Linked DNA regions of Mus musculus: region 2 is linked to region 1. Evidence: chromatin contacts called from public promoter capture Hi-C data. All regions are on one chromosome and are shown on one strand. The core of a region is the stretch at or near the end of the contact, and the rest is flanking DNA. Distances in the headings are between cores, read along the strand shown. Region 1 overlaps Uba6 (ubiquitin-like modifier activating enzyme 6). Region 2 holds the start of Uba6 (ubiquitin-like modifier activating enzyme 6).

What was found. Promoter capture Hi-C pulls out the DNA fragments that hold promoters and counts their contacts.
Region 2: a contact with region 1 is called in a promoter capture Hi-C map of macrophages, with 5 read pairs. The contact joins the promoter of Uba6 here to the enhancer-like site in region 1. A contact is called at or near these places in 18 of 39 promoter capture datasets (the 3T3-L1 cell line, the C10 cell line, the HPC-7 cell line and 10 more), 60 of 484 Hi-C or Micro-C datasets (the AML12 cell line, CD4 T cells, the G1E-ER4 cell line and 35 more), 2 of 115 datasets of contacts at active chromatin or transcription factors (the SCID.adh cell line and embryonic stem cells) and 3 of 9 other capture datasets (adipose tissue, liver and macrophages).

Annotation. Positions count from the first base shown.
Region 1 is chr5:86,125,160-86,132,959 of GRCm38.p6, reverse strand. It overlaps Uba6 (ubiquitin-like modifier activating enzyme 6), which reads left to right. Exons shown (of 33, transcript NM_172712.2): 21 at 253-342; 22 at 438-518; 23 at 1,619-1,747; 24 at 4,081-4,132; 25 at 4,221-4,284; 26 at 5,191-5,260; 27 at 6,420-6,491. Among named protein-coding and RNA genes, the nearest start is that of Uba6, 44 kb to the left of the region's middle. Within about 2 kb of position 3,014, at least 12 of the 459 cell types and tissues checked have an H3K27ac peak or open chromatin away from gene starts, as enhancers often do. A contact at or near this core is called in bone marrow-derived macrophages and macrophages, where this site is marked.
Region 2 is chr5:86,169,732-86,177,531 of GRCm38.p6, reverse strand. Uba6 (ubiquitin-like modifier activating enzyme 6) reads left to right here and starts at 4,789. Exons shown (of 33, transcript NM_172712.2): 1 at 4,789-4,864; 2 at 6,915-6,977. The coding sequence starts at 4,794.

The DNA.
Region 1 (7,800 bases), core at 1,765-4,264:
TAGAAAAAAAAACTTAATAATGTATTATGATTTACCATGAGGACTTTCTGCCACACCGCACAAGTACACAATGGTAAAGAACGATGGGATTTGTGTTTTCACATGACTTTCAACAGGTTAAATGGCCAAGAAATTAACTTTTGCTTTATTATGTAAATGACTGATATGAAAATGTATAACAGGCCTTATGTTTAGACTAATCAGACTCAAAATTTAGCCAGATATTTGGTTTTACTTTTTATTTTTCAATAGCGAGACCCCCCCGAAGAGGAAATACCATTTTGCACTCTAAAGTCCTTTCCAGCAGCTATCGAACATACTATCCAGTGGGCAAGAGACAAGGTAAAAGTTCTTCTTAGTGAATTTGTCTTCTCTGAATTAGAAAAGGCAGTACTATAACTACTAAACATATCTGAAACTTTTTTTCCCCTTTATAGTTTGAAAGTTCCTTCTCCCACAAACCTTCACTGTTTAACAAGTTTTGGCAAGCATATCCCTCTGCAGAAGATGTCTTACAGGTAAAGGAATGCATTTTACTGCAGATACTTATGTTAGTATAATCTTATTTTCTAGTTACCTAAAAATAATATCTCCTGTAGAAATAGGGAGTGATTAAAAACTTGATCACAGTGAAACGTTCTACTGGGAATCTTGAACTTAGGTCACAAATAGCCTGTTTTGTTTTGTGTTGTTTTGATTTGTTTTGTTTTAGCTTAATTGAACTGTATGTAATTGTCACTGACCTTCAAACATTAGGTTTTATGGTTCAACCAAATGAGGGTGTAATAATAATGATAAAATAGCAAAAAATAGAGGGTTTGGTAAATTCTTTGGGGAAAAAGTTAAGGTCAGTTCAAGAGAAAATAATCACTACAATAAGGCCAACTTCAAAGATAGTAGTTTACATTTAATCATACACAACTAAAAAAGTCAATTTTTTAATTAACTATTACTCCTAGATCTCTCTATACTAAGGACCTCTTTGGTACTTAGTATGTTACTCATAGGAAAACATGAAAATATTTCTTGAATTAAGAAACTTCAAATCTAGCCGGGTGTGGTGGCGCACGCCTTTAGTCCCAGCAGTTGGGAGGCAAAGGCAGGCGGATTTCTGAGTTCGAGGCCAGCCTGGTCTACAAAGTGAGTTCCAGGACAGCCAGGACTACACAGAGAAACCCTGTCTAGAAAAAAAAAGGAAAGAAAGAAACAAACAAACTTCAAATCTGGGAGCTGGAAATACCTCCGCAGTTAGGAGCACTGACTGCTCTTCCAGAGGACCCAGATTCAATTGCCAGCACCCACACTGCAGCTCACAGCTGTCTCTGACTCCAGTACCAGGGGATCTGACACCCTCACACAGAGATACATACAATATAAGCAAAACACCAATGTGCACAAAATAAGAATAAATTTTTTAAAAAAGAAAAAGTAGTCTAAAATTCCAGTTACTATTCCCCTCATAATTTAAAGAAAGAAAGAGAGAGAGAGAGAGAGAAGTTCTTAAGCAGGAAAAAAAATTAAAATACTAAGTCCGTTAGTCACTTTGGATCGTCCTTTTGGAATGTGTTTGTGCTTGTGATCAAGTGTTTTATTTTTCTTTGTTTTCCTCTTATTCTAGAAGATACAAAATGGACAAAGTTTAGAAGGCTGTTTTCAAGTTATTAAGCTACTTAGCAGAAGACCTAGAATTTGGTCCCAGTGTGTAGAGTTAGCAAGACTAAAGTTTGAAAAATACTTTAACCATAAGGTAAGTATACATTCTGAGACATTAAATGAATGCCTGTCCATGGCTCATTTATTTATTACTAATTTCCCAGACTTAAAATATTTGTTCTTTTTTTTTCACCAAGCATTTTAGAAATAAATAGTAAGTTAAATGAGAGTAGCTCCTAGGCATATGACCAATTTCTCTGTGTTAAAACATTTAACCATTTAACATAAACCGTTTCTCTTTTTTTTTTTTTTTTTTTTTTTTGGTTTTTCGAGACAGGATTTCTCTGTGTAGCCCTGGCTATCCTGGAACTCACTCTGTAGACCAGGCTGGCCTCGAACTCAGAAATCCACCTGCCTCTGCCTCCGTTAGCTTGACTTGTCATCTATGCACTGACTTGGCCCTATGTGCTAAGCTGGGTTTTAGGTAGCTTTTGTCTCTAGGTAATATGGAGTGCATTAATTCTGTAGTCTAAAGAAGTTTGTTCAATTGGGCTGGAGAGATGGCTCAGCGCGGTAAGAGCACTAACGGCTCTTTCGAAGGTCCTGAGTTCAAATCTCAGCAACCACATGGTGGCTCACAACCATCTGTAATGAGATCCAACACTTTCTTCTGGTGTGTCTAAAAACAGCTACAGTGTACTTATTTATAATAATAAAGAAATCTTTAAAAAAAAAAGAGGCGTTTAAGTTTGTTCAGAATAGAAACAAGAGACTGATAATTGAGATGGAATTTTTGTTCAGATTTTGCCTTTTCTAATCATAACTCATAAATACATTTTATGGTCTTTCTTCAACTAAAAATCTAAAGTAATTAAGACATATAGAATACAGTAGGCATCAAATAAGCTAATCCATATAAAGCATTTAGAATAGGCCAAGGCACATATTCATTCACACTGTGATTCTTACAGTCACATAGCTAACAGACTGTATCCTGTACTTTTTTAACCCATCCCTCAGGGTAGGGCAAAAAGACCAAGGAGTGAACACCCTGACCCTGACCCTAATATCAGGGCGGAGGAAAAGCACCCTGCCCCTTACTTGACCCCAAGACCAGGGCCAATCCCTGAGCTTTCTTCCACCAAACCCCATCTCCCCAAGAAACAATATGAATCTTGCCTTCTGCTCAGTACCCTGCTTGCTTCTCTCCCAATTTACACTTAAGCCCTTACTTTATAAGGTTATCCTTAAGAGAAATGGTCTTTGAGGATATATTTTTGTTTTCACTTCCTGTATGGTTTGCTTTTTAGAGAAATGTTCTAAGCTCACTTCCCCAAAAATAGGACTTCTTTCCTTAATATTTCCCCTGTTTTTATCATAATTATCAGTGTGTTACAGTTCTGAGGAGAAAGGTGTCCTGGCAGTAGGGTGCCAAGAAATACCATAAAGTCACACTGTACAACAAACCACAGGTAAAAGATTTATTGAGAAAGACACGAAAGTGACTGACTCTGCTCAGAGAAGCAGCAGAGAACTGAGTAGGCGGCAGGCTTCCATAGGACATTGTCAGGATGGCCTGGGATTGGAGAGATTCTGTGGCCTGTTCATGAGCTTTTTGTCTGCAGAGCAGGACCTAGCCTCTAAACTCTCAAGGACTTGCAATCAGCACACTCTTTGTATGTCTTAACTACGTTTCTTCTGAACTATCTTCTGTAATTGTGGGTTTGGATTTTTTTAATGTTGGTGTTTTTATTTTTATTGATACACTTTTAATGATTTGTTTTGTAGAGGAGTGGAGTATGTTCACATCCACAGTGCTCCTGTGGACGTCAAAAGACAAACAACAGCAATTTTTGCCTTTCACCATGTGGGTCCTAGGGATCAAACTCAGGTTTCTATGCTTGGCAGCAAGTAGCTTTACCCGCTGAGCACCAGCCCTGTTTTGGGTGATTTTTTTTATTAGTAGTATAGAAAAAAATTAAGGAATCGTGGAAATATAAGAAAATAGTATAATGTCCATATTCATCATTTTTTACCTTTCACTTCAGTTGAAGCATTATCAGTTTACAGATGTTTCATATTCCCACCCTCTTCCAAGCACATCTTAAGCAAATAATTTTGAAATGCTAAATGCCATATATATTTGTATTTTTTTTAAATTTATTGTAATGATTAGCTCTTAGATACAAAATGGTGTGTAAATATTGTAAGAAAGGTATGAAGTAATTCTAAAAAGACTATAATGATGCGGGCAGGACAGGAGGAAGCTAACTACAAGACCCCATTGTGTATCTTTTAGACTTTTTGTTTGATTTATAATGAAAATATGCAAATATGTACTGAGCAGGTTTTTTTTAATTTCAGGGTTTTTTTTTCTTCTGATAACAAAAAGGGGGGATTTTTTTTCATGTTTTCTTCCTCTTTTAGGCTCTGCAGCTTCTTCACTGTTTTCCTCTTGAGACAAGACTAAAAGATGGCAGTGAGTATAACCATTGAGAAAAGATTGTAATATGAAATACTATATAAGACCTATATTTATTAAAAATGATATTTTATCATTTTACTAGGTTTGTTTTGGCAATCACCAAAAAGGCCGCCTTCTCCAATAAAATTTGATTTAAATGAACCTTTGTAAGTATATGTGTATATTTTAACTTTAAATGTCTTAGTTATATACTGTAGAATCTTCAGTGTTAAATAATTTAAGTCTCTTAATCCAAAAGTTAACAAGTCATTCTAGTCAGCAGAACCAGCCACATTCCTCCTACACAGATGTGCATCTATTTATTTATGTACCTAATACATTTATTGTTTGTAATATCTACTCCATAAAATACTTAAGTCATCTACTATAAGAAAATAAAAATGATAATATGTGTTCTTACAATAAATAAAGCTAAGATGCTTTCTGTGGAAATGCAGTTAATATGACCTACCTATATTAATACAAGTAAGATTTTAGTTTGTTTCTTACTGAGTGCCTGGATCTATCTATACGCTATTTTTATAGTTACACTTAGTGTGCACACTCTCATCGAACACTTGGCCTCCCTTCACTTATCTGCCTTTCTACAAATAGCACTTTGCTGAATTTTCTCAGCTATTACTTCCTTCAGAATTCAACTAAATTGCCTTTCTAGTATGACATGCCCATTTTTGTTTTTAGTAAATTTTTTTGCTATTTCAGATTTAATATATACTCATTCATACCTGATACATATATTCTTATGAATTAAAATTACTTTTCTCCAAGTATTCTAATAGTTCTGAATATCATAGTATTCCTGATGACTGCTTGAATATAGTGTTTTAACATGTGTTTTTATATCAAAAGGACATTTGGTATTCCTCTTGTTTTAGTCTAGACAAGAATTTCATTACCTTAACTTTAAAAGGGGTAAAAATTAACTCTTCAAAACAGACTTTAAATGTAGTTCTTAAGTGTTAATTAATATAAAGACTGTATTTCCTACTGACTTAAATATCTTCTTTAAAACTGCCATTCAAACTGCTTTATTTTTTATTTCATTTCAAAAGGCACCTCAGTTTTCTTCAGAGTGCTGCAAAACTATATGCTACAGTATATTGTATTCCGTTTTCAGAAAAGGTAAGATACTGTTCGGGATCTAGCAAGTGATTCAAACCTGAATTGACTTAGTTGGTGGCTTCAAAATTTGCATTTAGATCTTAAGAATCATTCAGTCTCTTTTCGTGCATTTGTTTGAGCCATGAGCTAGAACTTGCCTTAAGCTCCAGATCTTCTTGCTGTTACCTCCTAAGTACTCAGATTATAGGCATGTACCTTCATGCCCAGCTAAAATCATTCTTTTGGATTAAAAAAGAAAAATCTTTTATTTTATTGTATTACTCTCTATTCTAATGGCAGAAGTTGTCTACTCATTATAGCGCAGATAAATAGAAAACTAATTTTTTTTCTGAATTTTAAATGTTGAAATATTTGTGAAAGCAATCATACTTAAGTAGTAAAAATGTTTATAGCTTTTTTTACCTTTTTCTGTTATTCTAGTTATTAGATGTCAAAATGAGCCAGTTCATAGTAATTTAAAAATACTTCATAGAAATAGATGCTCTTTACATAATTTTTTCCTTTAATGTTAACTTTCATGCATTTCCAGAAGTCTGAAAGTGTTGTTCTGCTTTGATTTTCATGTCCTTAGAGTCATGCTCATTCTGTGAGACATCATCTTTTGAGTCACACCCAAGTGCGTGACTCAAATCGTTTAGAGAGAGCTCATGTGCATAGCTTAGCTTTCTCCTTAAATGTATATTTAGAGTTAAGTAAATTCTGCCTTCAAGTAAACTGATTAGAGAAATATAAAAAGAAAAAGGTCTTAGTTTCTGTTGTTTTCTTTTTTAAGATAGGTTTTTACTAAGTAGATATATAAACCCAGTAAGTGTACTCATGATTCGTCCATTTCAGCCTCTTAACTGCTGGGATTATAGACATATGCCCTAAATCTGAATCTGTATTTAGTGTACATATGCATGTTATAGATTAATCTTTCTTGGAAATAAAACATATAAAGGTCTAGGAAAAACTAATAGTGTTCAGTCTTGTGCTGCAAGTCTAAACCGATCTCAAAAGCAGTATGTCTCAGTTTTTCATAGGAGCTTCCTAATAGTTAATGTGGATGCGGGTTCATCTAGTTCAGCTTGGGCTATTATAGTTTCTTGCTTCTCAGTGTATGAACTTAATGTGTTTAATGAAGAAATGTGTTGATAAATTAACTTATTTTATGAAACAGGACTTATCAGTGAATAGCCTCATGGACATTCTTTCAGAAGTTAAAATTGAGGAATTCAAGCCTTCCAACAAGGTAAGATAGAAGTCTATTCACATAACTAGTGGTTATTAAACTGTTGTTTATAACAAATCCCATTCTCAGCCTGAAGAATTCCAAGATGAACAGTTTTTGCCGTTAGGGATATTTTATTCCAAAGAGTAGAGATGTGCTATAGGAAGAAATGCACCCAAAGTCTGCTCTAGCTGGCCTGTCATTTGGGCCGTTGCTAAACAGGCAAAAGCATCTTCCAGCCTTACACAGAAACCTGTCCTTACAGTAAGTGGTGGGAAAGAGTAGCAGCCCTGTTAGGTATTTCAAGAACACAGGCAGACATGGATAATAAGACAGATGACATGGAACTGGATTCTGCGCGTGTGTGTGTGTGTGTGTGTGTGTGTGTGTGTGTGTGTGTGTAGTACTGACAGGAGTTCTCAAGATTTGAAATTAAAAGGAGCTATGGGAAAGACTGCTAGTTTCTTAGATGAAATAAGTTTAACAGTGTGGGATGAAGGTAGGAAACTGAACATAGAGTATACAGTAGTTGAGAGCAGAGTAGAAAAGTCAGTAAATGATACAGAATTGCAAGACATCACTGAGGATTCATATAATGCTAGTATGTGTGATGTGTTCTACTATAGCTTGCCATGACATTCAAACACATTTAGCTTTGATACCATTGTGGCACTTGTTTATGCTACCAAATAGATGGAAAATTGGTCTAATAATTACGCCCAGAAAATATCTTAGAAAGCATCAGAACCTGAGAAGTAGGCAGTGAAAATAGGAAAGTTTGGAGAAAAAAATTTTTATGTGCATAAAGTATTTTTCTTTTTTATAGACATACTGTATGCTATTCTTTTATATACTCTAAAAATTAACCATGAAATAACCTTCCTCAAGGAAGTGATATGTGTAGGCATCCTACATCTTTATTTCATAGAAAGGGATCTTTGTAGCCAGTGGATTTTTACATAAGTGGATGAGTTTTCTGAAAAAAAAATATTCATGACATGTAACCTATAAATAATAATTTAGTAAATTAAGGACAAAGTGGTGTCACTTTCATAAGAAAAGTTTCCAACCCATATTTCTCTTTGGCAAAGCCAAACTAAAGCCCAGGAAACATACTCTAGTATGTTTTCTGGCTTGCATTGTTCCTGCTGGTATGGCAGTTCAGGTCTAGTAGGTTTCCCTGAACAGTATAAAGTTTTAATATAGACTGTTGTACAACTCCTTAAGATCGCTTACACTACAGGTTTAAGGCCAACATGCTCTTGTAGTTCTAGATGTGACAGCCAGAATATTAGACATGTCTATTTTATTGCTTCTTTATACATCATAA
Region 2 (7,800 bases), core at 3,540-6,039, 43 kb before region 1:
TTTTCTCTTGGGTGTGATCATCCATATATAACTTTCTTCACCTTTTAGATTTTCGAGAGTTTGAAACATATATTTATAGTTAAAATATTTTTGAGATAGGACCCCAGTCTGAACATAGTATTCATTTGCTTCGTATAGCCTTATCTATTGTCATACTAATAACGTGATGGTAATTTTGTATAAAATTTTTAGTGCACCTTTGTTTTTACTGAAACCTATCACATGAAGTCATGTATAGCATCTAATACTCAAAAGGCTTTGTATTTTACAACATTTCAGATTTTGGATAATCAGGAAAATTTATGGTAGAACTCCGGGGGAGGAAAAACATCTTACTTCTGTGTAGTTTACCTCATGGTAATACCAATTACTTTCCATAGACATACAAAGCACCTTGTGTATTACACAGAAATAGGAAAGAGGTGTCACTATTCAGACAGGATTCCAGACAAGATCCAGACAATCAAGCCAAAGAACAGAGCAAGAGTAACACACACACACACACATACCACAATAGAAACCAAAGACTATTAAAGATGAGTAAAGACCAGAATTCAATAAAGAAGTTCCCACTAAGACTCAAGAGGGTCAAGCTATGAAGTAAAACAGGTTTGACAGCACAAAATACGGTCCTGACTTTTAGCCCCACACATATAACCAGGGAACCCTGTTAGACATGCAGACGCTTAGCCTCACACTTCAGAAGAAGTGCTGAGTGGGGTCAAATGTACTTTAACTAGGAAGTAAAGAGGCTTGTTAATATTTGATGTCCTCTGAGCTGAAGGATCAGGATATCAAACCATGTAGGAAAGAAGCTAAAGAAAGATGGCTTACATATTGGTTCAGTCAAGAAAACAAAAGGCATCCAATGAGTTAGTGTTGATGAGGACAGGAAGTTGGAACTGGTCAGACAGCCTAGGAACAGGAACCTTAATCCTTGTTCTTGGCCAGAAATGTACTTGATTCTCTTCTGGTGGAGTCCGTTTTTCCTAATTGTGTTTCCCACTGGCTTTCTTTCCCTTTTACACAAGTTAAGTGAGCTCCACTGCCAGGGAGCTAAACGGAGATGTAACCAAAAGAGGCACCTGGAAACAAGGTGGGACTGACTGGACTGACTGCCCCTCCCCCGTTGTCTCTCCAGAGCTTCTTCCCTATGTTCTAAGAAAACCTGGAGTCCAGTCCTTGTCAGTGCCCATTGTTTGGGACCCAATCTTCCTACACAGGGCCTCTCCTTCCTTCTTTTTCTTGAGATTCCACCTATAAAACCATCTTCCCGTCTAAACTCTGTAAAATGCATCCTTCCACTTTGAGACAAAGGACCTAAATGGCACTGCCTAGGGTAGCTCTGGTGGTCCTTGAGTTCATTTTTCCAGCACCTTAGCTCTGTGGACTACAAATACCTGTGCAAGAAAGCCTCCATTGATCCAGTGACTACTGCACTTTCTGTAAGAGTTTAAACTACAGTTGAGTTTATGGGGGAATAGTCACTGTGGCTAAAATCTCAATCTCTTAAATAAGGACTGGGTATTGTTTCAGGGGGCTGCTCAATTGCCTCCCTTCCCCAGTCAGAACAGATAGATCCAGATGAAACGACAGCATATTACCCAGAAAAAAGATATGAAAATTTGAAGGCCCATTTAGGGATTTTCAGGGGTTTTGTCCTTATTAGTCAAAAGGTAAATGTGACAGTATAATTGTTACATTTTTCTCTGCCAACACTGTCACGTACACAATCAAACAATTAAAATGCCCTGAACGGGCTGGAAAGTGGCTCAGTGGTTGAGGGCACTTATTCCTGTTCCAGGAGACCTGGGTTAGTTCGGAGCATCTGCACCCACAGAGAGGTTCACAGCCAGCTAGAAATCCATTTTTCAAGGTATCCGATACAGCAGGAACACATGCAGTGTACATATATACATGCAGGCAAAATACACACATAAACTAAAAACCTGTTTTTTAGAATGTCCTTGAAACTGGTATTTAAGTTGCAAGCTTATGGCTATTGCTCTTCTTTTATTCTATAAACCATTTTAAAACTATTCCAAACACTGTGATCTTCAATTGCTGTAATCTGTGTAGGCTCTTACATAAACCCCCCTTTCTCAAGACTACAAAGTGCCCACAGATTTTGTATCTCTTATAAGGAAGGGCCCACTCTGGTTCTGGGAAAATTGGCTCTTGCTATGCCCTTATAGGACCAGAAGGATGACAGGGATCTCTAAGCTTTCATCTCTGAACAATGCAATCTTCAAATTCCATCACCATGAATATGGTTTCAACATCTGAATCTGGGTGATGTAAGCACATGCAGTCTGCAACATACATATTCCGATCCACAGCTCAAATCAGTGCATAACTATTAAGGTTTTAATAAAGACTTTTCCTTTACAAAAGAATTACCTCTGGGTTAAACAGTTAGCTTTCAACCAGTTCAAATTTTAGAACGTCCTTGGGAAAAGATCTTGCTCAAAATTCAGGAACATATGTATTAATGTGCTGACTTGACATTAGTAATCAATTTTTAATTGTGAAATGGGTGGTCCAGTCTCTCAGAACACCAGGCTAGGAACAACACTGAATTCTAGCCCTGGTTGTATGAAAAAAAATGATATGAATTTATTTGAGCCATTTAATCTCTGAGTCGTCTTCTGTAAGTCAAAGAAATTATATATTGAGCATCTTTACTGTGCTATTATTTAATAGTTCAGAAGTATGAAATAAGAGAAATAGACTTGGATATGTTCTGTTATTATAGAAACAATATGATTGTTGGTTATATATAATTTATAATGTAAACATTTTGATTTACAGAATTTGCACAGGCATATGTGTTTCAGGAAAATACACATCACAGTATTCACCTACAAAATTTGGTAATATCAGCTCATCGTAAATGTTTCCTGTTATCCTGGAATGGATTCTGAGGGGAATGGTTAGCAGAAAAACCTGTGGTATCTTAGTAAAATGTATGGATTTAAGTATCACACAAATATCAATTTCTAAGTCATGAAAAATGCACCCAAATACAAAATGGGCAAGTTATTTGAAGAATTCAGATAAATTCTCTATTATCTTTCTAAATTTTCTGTAAATCTGAAATTATTCAGAAACAAATGTTTGCAAGTAGAATGATTACATGCAGCGTTAGGATGCAGCTCAGCACAGACAGAGACAAGAAGACAAGAGACAGCTAACACCAGGGTTGAGAACGAATAGGAGTGGACATGACAGGCATTGAGCCATACTAGTAGTATTAGTATTTTACTTTTTTTAAATCTTTTTTTTTTTTTTTTTTTTTTTTAACAGTCCAGTCCCCCTCCAGGTCTGCCCTCTGGCAGTTCCTCATCCCATTCCTCCTCCTCCTCCTCCTCCTTTTCCCTCTTCGAGAGGATGCCCCTCCCCCACCCTTCCCCACCAGACCTCCTCACTCCCTGGGGCCTCAAGTCTCTCACTCAGACCAGACCTGGCAGTCCTCTGCTGTACATGTGTCAAGGGCCTCAAGCTAGTGTATGCTGCCTGGTTGGGAGCCACATTTTTTTTTTTTTTTTCAATCAAGCCATACAACAGGGACAGATAGTTTTTAAGTTAGAAAAGTTTCCCTTAAATCCATGGTCTCCTTGGACTAAGGAAATAAAAATTTATTTTCCCTAATAGCAGTAACAGATACAGAAAAAGTCAAGACACAAAGCTAGTAAAAAATATAAAAACATGCTTTAACATACAGCAAAGTTCCTCTGCCCGGAGAAGCTACTGTGTTCTCACTGATAATGCTGTGACTCTTTCATACAACTTCTCGTGCTGTGGTGACCACCAACCCTAAAATCATTTTTGTGATTTCAAGACAATTTTGAAGTAAAACCTGTTATACTTTACAGAACGCTGCCCTATGTCTATAATCAAACACGGATTTTTAAAATTGGGCTAGTGTTTCGTCAAACACATCACCAGTTAGAAAGATTCTTAATAGCTGGGCGTGGTGGCACACACTTAATCCCAGCACTTGGGAGGAAGAGGCAGAGGCAGGCAGATTTCTGAGTTCGAGGCCAGCCTGGTCTACAGAGTGAGCTCCAGGACAGCCAGGGCTGCACAAAGAAACCCTGTCTCGAAAAAAAACAACAACAAAGATTCTTAATTGTACTGTGTGTACACAATTGTTTTCTAAAAATGGTAAAATGAGAATGAATGAAAAAAAAGAATTAGATGAGAAATCGGCAATCAGAGAACTGGTAATATGAGTTACTGGCTGTATGTCTTTGATCATATCATTTGAGTTCCTTGTTTTTCCTCCCTTAAAATGAAAGTGCCAAATTTTACAGCTCTTTTTAGTCACTTGACTACAGAGATCAGTAATAGATGTTCAAAACAATTTAAATGGAATCTTTAAGTGGAATCCCAGCCTGGAAATGTCCTCTTTTTGTTGTTGTTGTTCAGAAAAGCGATCTCCTCAAGGCACTGTAACAGTTCTGGATTTGCAAGGCAACAGCATCTGGTAGCTGTCGAGCCCCCTGGAGCGGTACGCTCTCACAGCCGGAAGTGACGCGTTTTGGTTCCGCGTTTGCCCTCAGCGCTCAGCAGCCTTCACGTAGGCACTCCCCTCACCTGCAAGGAAGCGCGCCCCGTTGCCCCGCCCCAACCGGAAGTCAGGTGTCCCAGGGGCTGACTGGAAACCCTGTCCTGGGCGTACTTTTCCCCAGCTCCTCCCCCTGGTGACGTCGCCGCCCGCCCCTTGACCCTCGCGGCCCCGCCCCCTCGCCTGCCTCCCCGCCTCGCTGCAGTCAGTCTGTCGGAAGGCGATGGAGCGGTCCGAGCCGTTGGCTGTGCTTTCCTGTGAAGAGGCGTCCTGCTCCTCCTGGGGAGCCTGCGGGTGAGAGGCCTGGCCCGGGGCAGGCTGGGCGGGAAGGAGCGGAGGAACGCCGACGCGGGCTCCGTTCTCGCGTTCCGGCGGCTCGGAGCGCGCGGAGGCCACGGGGCCGCGCGGAGCCACAGGGAGCTAGCGAGGTGGCGAACGAGCGAGCGAGCCGGCGGGCGGTGGGTGTGGCGGCGTGGGCGCTGCCCTCGCTGCTCCAGCTCCGCTCCTCTGAGGAGACCGGCTCTTCCCGGGTCGGGTCCAGCATCCTTCCCTCAGGTCACTACTTCTGAGCGGCCAGTCATTCAGGAGAGGGTTGTGGCCCCTGTTGCTTGGCACACTTCCTTCAGCGCCACGGAGCACTATCCTCCTCCAGCCGTGCTCCTTAGGAAAACTGTTCTTGAGAGCTCAAGTCAGGATGAATCCGTTGCAGTGTGGACACCCCGAGAATCCTCTCTGTTTACTACGGGGGTGTTGGAGCGCGGGGCGGGGCCCAAGGTTCCTAGGATTATTTCCCGCTGAGGATCTTGGAGTTTTTCTTTCTCAGCCTGCAAAAATTCCGGGGTTGGGGTCCTGGTATACTCTCTCCAGTGTTTGCGTTAGTTCTCTTTTGGTCATCTTACAGTTAAGAAAGCCCCGCTTGTATCCTACCCAGTATATGACTATTACATACCAAATATAGAAGTGATGGATTTCTTACGTTACTAGCTTTACATTGCACATTGAGACATATACTTCAAGGACTGGATGGAAGTATTGTCTGCCCTGGCCAATGCTGCCAAAATCGACTTAAGAAATATTATTGAATACAAATATCTGCCCCTTAGTTGCTCTTACAGATGATTTGTTATTGTTGTTGTTGTTGTTGTTGTTGTTATTATTATTATTATTATTATTATATTGATTCTGAGGCTGGCTCCAAGTTTGCCAAAGATGGCTTCCTCCCTCCTCGTCTGAATTTCTGAGATTACAAGTATGTGCAATCAGGCGTGACTGTTTTTGAACATATTCTCGAAACAATCATTGAGACAGAGCTTTTTAAGTGTTGGCCATAGCCATTAAGCGGCTGAGCATAACCCCGTTCTCATTTTTAGTCAGAACTTTAATCCACCTAAGTCATTGTGTGTAACATAGAATAGCAAGTGCAATAAAGTGTGTAAAATAGAAACAAAATGATAGGATACTACAGGTTTATATATAGTTTTAGTATATGTTGTGTGAATATGCTGACTTTATTATATGAGGTGCTTACAGTGCAGTTAGTGTCTGGTTGCTCTAAAAATCTCAACAGCAAGCACTGCACATAGCAACAGTTAGTGAAATTAACTTCAACACATTTTAAAACTCTAAGGAAGATGATACCTAAGAAAACATACATTTTGTATGGAAGGACCTTGTCTAAGGGTTTCTATTCTTTTTTGGTTTTTCGAGACAGGGTTTCTCTGAATAGCCCTGGCTGTCCTGGAGCTCACTTTGTAGACCAGGCTGGCCTCCAACTCAGAAATCCGCCTGCCTCTGCCTCCCGAGTGCTGGGACTAAAGGCGTGCGCCACCACGCCCGGCTAAGGGTTTCTATTCTTGTACAAAACCATGACCAAGAAGCAAGTTGGGGAGGAAACGGTTTATTCAGCTTACGCTTCTCATATTGCTGTTGATCACCAAAGGAAGTCAGGACTGGAATTCAAGCAGGTCAGGAAGCAGGAGCTGATGCAGAGGCCATGGAGGGATGTTCCTTACTGGCCTGCTTCCCCTGGCTTGCTCAGCCTGCTCTCTTATAGAACCCAAGACTACCAGCCCAGGGATGGCACCACCCACTAGGGGCCCTCCCCCTTTGATCACCAACTGAGAAAATGACCCATAGCTGGATCTCATGGAGGCACTTCCCCAACTGAAGCTCCTTTCTCTGTGATAACTCTAGCCTGTGTCAAGTTGACACACAAAACCAGCCAGTACAGACCTTTAGTAACTTGGGAATCTTGTTTCATGCACAATTGAATTTCACATTATAGAGTATGAATAATTAAAACCCATATTTGCTGTTTAATAGTTTGGGTTTTTTTCCCCCCTAGTGCAAGTAAAAATTTACCTACCATGACAACAGAATCTTTGGAAATCGATGATGGATTATACAGGTAAGAACTTCAGAGACTAAAACCCACCTTTTATAATGGTTAGTATAGAATCTCATAGTCTTTTTTGATGGCTATACCTGTGAAGAATTTCATATGGATATCCTACAAGTTCTTTTAAATTAAAATTGAGATTTTTGTGGGATTTTCTCACGTTATATATAGTATGAAAGTTTTAGCATGTAATTTTACTCTCTAATAAGAAAGTAAATGTCTTGAGTTTAGAAAATAGGTTTTACTACTATTCTTGATAGTGTAGGGGTTTCTTCGGTTATGCAGTCAAGTTTAGAGGAAAATTATTTTAGTGAATTCTCAAGAAAATACAATATAGATAGTAGAGAAATTCATGACAGTTATAATTTGGATGAACTCTAATGAGTTTTTTTTTAAAGTGAGATATACCTTGAATAGGAAGAGTCTTCTATTCATTTATTTAAAGGTCCCTTATTGGTGGTACTTTTGAGGAAATATAGAAACTTAAGTAGGTAGAGCCTAGAGAGAGGAAGAAAAGATCACCTACGGTGAGCTTCGAAAGGTTAGCCCTGGCCATTAGTTCCTTAGTGTCTCTGCTGCTGGCTATGAGTCACTGTGGTACATTTTCCACCTGTATGAGACCAAGCAACCATAAATGAACTCTAAAACTGTGACCCAAATACATCTCTTTTTTTTTTCCTTTTTCTATCCAGTATTTTGTCTTAGAAATGAGAAAAATAATTAGTACATCATTTTACACTGAAAGTGATCCTAAAGCAATAGAATTTTCTTAATTGTGATTGTGGTTGTTAATTTGGTTTGTTTTAAAGTTAGTTAAGACTCTCCTCTGGAT